2 separate regions of the Zea mays genome follow, and region 1 is linked to region 2. A link is a contact called in public Hi-C data. All regions are on one chromosome and are shown on one strand. The core of a region is the stretch at or near the end of the contact, and the rest is flanking DNA. Distances in the headings are between cores, read along the strand shown.

Region 1 (2,700 bases), core at 177-2,676, 210 kb before region 2:
CCATTTGGATCCTTGAAATTGAATTCCATTCTAATAATCGCAATTTAGCCATAGATCAATTAAGCTAATATGATTTTGCACAATAATCGCAATTTGTATACTTCCATTGACCATATAAAAAGATATTTATGTGCTACATTTCTACTATAGAGGAGCGAGCCGAAGAACATGTTATAAGTTGTAGAGTAGAAACATAGACTAGTGATATAAAAGATGATAAGATCAATTTCCACTCCTCATCCTATGAATTTAAGATAGGCTTATATCTAAACTTTGGAAAGTGGTGGAATGATAAATTCCAAACCAAATAACCTACTCTATTAAGTAGATTCCAATTCCTTCAAAATGAAAGGATCCAAACGGACCCTAAGTGTAAACTGTAAAGTAGAAAATCTTTCCTGACACGTAACTCATCAAGTAAAACTACTACAGCACTGGTATAGAGATTTCCATAGCCAATACTCCGTATTACATCTCTGAAATCTGAAATACCTATAAACAAGCCCCTGAATTATATTTAATACAAGCTGCATTTTTTTTAAAGAATGTTTTTTGTAATTTCTTTTAGGTGTCAAAATAAAGAAACCCCATCCTAGAGCTTCCGTGTGGTAAGGAAAAAATGGTTATTTATTCCTTAGCAAAAAAAATGGAGACATATAATGCTTACTCTCAAACTTTGAGTATACAGTTGTAATATTATTTGTTTCCATCATCTTGCGATCAGGACCCTTATATCTAATATCTAATGACCCAGGACTTAATCCTGGGCGTCAGGAGTAAAAATCCAAAGTTTTGGGGAAAGAAAGTTTCAACAATTTATTCATTGGGCTATCTGTATAACACCGCAATTTAAATCTTCTGCTGCACATTTACATTGCTTAGTAGCAACATCAATCTCAAGATCATACAGTGAGGATGAAACACAAATTGACCCAATAGAACGGGGATCCCTAACCAAGAAAAAAAACATCAGGATTAAAACTGGTCAATTCGGGCAAACTTACCGCTGCTATCGTAGAGGTTGTATCCCACCGCCTTCATAACCCCGCCGGAAACAACGAGAGAGACGAACCGCCGAAACCCGCAGCACTTCCTCCGGATCCAGGCACCGGCGCGTCTGAGCTCGATTAAAGGACATGGGTATACATATGTACAACCAATATGTTTTGCGGCAAAAATCGTAGTTAGTAACTTGTAGTTAGATCAGGTCCGGATACAAATAGCCAAATAGCTTAAATTAGGGTTCTGTCACTCGGTCTCGCACAGCAGGAGGGAAAGATAAGGCGCGCATACCTGGTGGGTGCTCTTCGCCGGTGAAGGGACCGACCAAGACCCGGGAACCTGGCGTAGCTTAGGGCGACGGCGCCTGGCCTGCGTAGGCGGTCGCCCAGCGCCACGAGAGGGAGAAAGAGCACGGGGGACGAACGGGAGAAGTAAAGGAAGGAGGATGTGTTTTATTTCGTAGCCGCTGGATTAGGCGTAAGGCGCGTCGGCCGTCGGGACTCGGGAACCCGTTTTCTTTCACGAAAAAAAATGCCTCAGCTTATGGGGGAAAATGTTTCATGCTAATTTGGAAATCCTATTTTCTAAAAGATTTTCATATTTTCAAAGAAAATTAGTTTATTTTTCTTTAAAAAAACAGAAATCACTTGAGAAAATAAAGTTACAAACAACCCTATTTTTAAATGCAATTTTACTTTTCTAAGTGAAATTAGTTTATTTTTCCTTTGAAAATGATAATCCTTTGAAAAATGATGTTGCCAAACTAGCCCTTAGGCTTAGCTTTTACACAGAAGAATTTTTTACTTCTATATATAGAAATCACTCATTCCTAATTAAAAAATAATCCCAGTTTAAATGAAAATACTCTAGTTCACAAAAATTATATAGGTTGAATTAAAGTCCTTCTACCTTAGGGACAAATCTTATTTCAGTAGAAAGATGTTCCATTGGAACCACTAACTTACCAAAATATTTTACTTTATAGATTATTGACTTGTATAGTGAAAAAGATAATTAAAATTTAAATAGAAGTGCTTTGCAACACGCAAAGGCAAGCATAAAATAAAATATAAAAATAATGAAAAGGATATTTTAGCCTCATATTACTACTATATAGAGCGCGACGCAAACGTGCGACAGCGTTCGTCTACATCGGCGAAAAAATTTGCACTGTCCGATCGCTGTTCAGCGGCTACGTCTCTTCGTGTGTGCGTAGGCTCCTGTCCAACCTCTCTTTTACTGGAAGCTTCACGCTACGTGATAAAAAAAAGAAGAGAGATCGAGAAGGGGAGCGTCGGCATTGTTCTCTCCGCCGCCACTGCTCCCCACAATGCCGCTGCTGTAGCTTCATGACGGCGCCCCTGCACCAAGCCTCGCTCGTGCCAAAGCGAAGCCATCGGCTCCACCGCTCCTCCAGCCACGAACGTCGTCGGTTGTCCAACCCTCCCCTTCACCACCGCTTGCCACGATGTCGCTGCTCCAGCCTTGCAACAGCGCCCCCTTCCATTGTCCCCCCGCCCGCGGCCCCGCTGCTGCTCCAACTCTACAGCCCCTGTCCGACATGACCAACGCCTCGCAGGCGGAGGCGACATCCGACCCTATGAACATAGGCGTTGGGGCTTCACACTAAGCTTCACCAGAGCGTAAAACTCCCTCGTCGGTCCAGGGGAGGGACTCTAGCAAACGACGGACCTGCCG
Region 2 (2,700 bases), core at 171-2,670:
TTTTTGGCCCGTCCCGCCAGACACGGTTAGAAAACCGGGCTGGGCCGTCTAAGCCCGCGGGCTTGATTTTCTGTCCGAGCCCGGCCCGCAGTGGGTCTAAACGGGTCGGCGGGCCCGTTTAACACGAAAAAGCGGGCTAAGCGAGCCGATAAGCACGTTTTAGTAAAAAAACGGGCTTAACAGGCTTAGAGGTAAACGGACCGTGACAGGTTAGCCCACCGTGCCTAGTTTCTTGTCCGAGCCTGGCCCGTTTATTCGTGCTGAGCCGACTCGGACCCGCATAGAACCGGACTCGGACCAAGCCCAAACAGCAGACTTCATACCAGGCTCGTGGACCTCGTGTTTATTGGCCATCTATACATCTGAACCCCTTTGTCCGCCCCTTACCTGGACCGATTCGGCCTCGTCTTCATCGACCGCCTCAACGGCCTCAAGCGCTACCGCAAGAGAGAGGAGAGACACTAGAACTAGACTGAGAGCGGCATGAGCACCGTACCGCACCGTACCGTCTCCGGCTTTGATTATTACGTGCTGCGTGCGCCGCTGCTATGCCATTGTCGCGGCCCGGATGGACGGGACTTGCATAGTGATTTGCTATGTTACGCCTTTGCCGGGAATATATCTTATTTTCATATACAGTGGTTCTGCGGTCTGCTGCCATTCTTCTGTTGCATGAGGATCGAAGGGATTAAATCTATTTTGTTAATAGAATCAACAAATAAAATGAAGTAGATCAACCCTGAATTTGGGGTTCGATGTGCCCTCCCAGCGGGGGCGGAGGGTGTTGAAGCAACGACCGCCTTCGTTCACCTCCCACCACTGCGCAGCGCCAGGAACCGCGACGCCGTCCGGTCTCCACCCACGACAGGCCGGCTGTGCACGATCACATACACACCCAACGTGCACTCAGCCTGCTGCGTCGTCAGCTCTCGATCCCTGCTACTGTGCCGTTATTATCTCAGGCGATACAATTCACAGTTGTTGGCTTGGCTGGCTCCAATTCTCCTCTTCTTCAAGTAAGAAGCCAGTGGCCTGTTGAGCAGTGGGACGCACGGGCGTAGCCATAGACTCGCTGTAGGTGCGGCGGGCAGAAACTGAAAAAGCTCGGCGCACTTTGGGAATTGGGATCGGCATCGCATCATCGCTGACCGGTGAACCGGATCCTCCTGCGCGGAGGGTGCACCTGCTGTGGCCCCTGCCGACGTGCGGGCTGCGGAGAGAATAAATAGGCGCTCTCCTGTACATGTCCGGTCTTCCGGACAACAGCCCAACACACTACACATTCGACACATATGGTCCAACACGACCGAACGGAGCAGAGGATCCACCGAAACACCAAACGGAGGCCTCGTGTCTGCTTTCGCCCATCCCTGCTCTTGCCCCGTTTCTCCCTTCCATCGTGCTTCCTCCTCTCTCTCTCTCTTTTTCGCTCCCGATTTCCAAATCTCAAATAATAAATAACCAGAAGGGAAGCGAATCTTCTCCATCAACCCAGCAAATCGCTCGTTCGAGCGTCCCACTCGACGAGAAATTCTCACCCATCACCTCCGCGTCGCTCCCCCCGTTCGCCGCCAGGTACGAACGCACTGCCACCCCCTCTGGCCGTCGGTTGCTGCTCTGATTAGGGTTCTTACTCCGTGCGGTCGCGGATTAACGGGGATAGGGGGATGGATTTTTAAGCTCGATCGTCCCTCTCGCTGCCGTCTGCTGTTGTCTTATACGGATTATAGTTTTGGCGCCTCAATCGCGAGGGTAGGGTCAACGCGGGAGGTACGGATTCCTGTATGGGTACGTACATATAATTAGCAAATGAGTAGCGGGGAATTGCGTGTTTTGACATTTTCGTCGGTTGCGCACTGACTATGCATTTTTTTTTGGGTGTTGATTGATACTGTAGGGGCCCAATTTCGTGTGGACAGGCACAGGCTGCTGTGATCCTTTGGTGGATGGGGGCAGCGCAGCTAGCCACCGGAGGTTGCCTAGTTTGAAATTTAACCGCGTTACCGAAGTGGTACTCCGTAGTTCTTATGGATCAACTTGCCCTGCTTGCGACGGAGCTGGGTGACTCGTCAGACTTTGAGGTGGAGGGCATCCAGAACCTCACTGAGAACGATGTCAGTGACGAGGAGATTGAGCCCGAGGACCTGGCGCGGCGAATGTGGAAGGACAGAGTCAGGCTGAGGAGGATCAAGGAGCGGCAGCACAAGCTTGCCCTGCAGCAGGCAGAGCTGCAGAAGTTGAGGCCCAAGCCCATATCCGACCAGGCCATGCGCAAGAAGATGTCAAGGGCACACGACGGGATCCTCAAGTATATGCTCAAGCTCATGCAGGTGTGCAATGCACGCGGGTTCGTTTATGGGATCATCCCGGACAAGGGGAAGCCTGTCAGTGGCGCTTCCGATAATATCAGAGCTTGGTGGAAGGAGAAGGTGAAGTTTGATAAGAACGGGCCTGCGGCGATTGAGAAATACGAGTCTGACAACTTAGTATCCGCTACTGCCCAGAGTGGTGGAACTAAGAGCCAGCACAGCTTGATGGATCTCCAAGATGCCACTCTTGGTTCACTGCTTTCCTCATTGATGCAGCATTGTGATCCACCGCAGCGCAAGTACCCATTGGAGAAGGGTGCTTCACCCCCGTGGTGGCCTTCAGGGAAGGAGGAATGGTGGACCGCCCTGGGTCTTCCAAGCGGCCAAGTTC

Evidence for each region. A called contact is a pair of places that touch in the nucleus more often than the background predicts.
Region 1: a contact with region 2 is called in a Hi-C map of leaf, with 2.6 times the contacts expected there. The contact joins the promoter of LOC100276211 here to the promoter of LOC100216639 in region 2. A contact is called at or near these places in 9 of 25 Hi-C or Micro-C datasets (bundle sheath, ear, endosperm and 3 more).

Annotation. Positions count from the first base shown.
Region 1 is chr7:138,738,284-138,740,983 of Zm-B73-REFERENCE-NAM-5.0, reverse strand. LOC100276211 reads right to left here and starts at 1,426. Exons shown (of 9, transcript NM_001150053.1): 1 at 1,294-1,426; 2 at 1,005-1,117. The coding sequence starts at 1,041.
Region 2 is chr7:138,531,686-138,534,385 of Zm-B73-REFERENCE-NAM-5.0, reverse strand. LOC100216639 (EIL transcription factor) reads left to right here and starts at 1,420. Exons shown (of 3, transcript NM_001359473.1): 1 at 1,420-1,575; 2 at 1,898-2,700. The coding sequence starts at 2,028.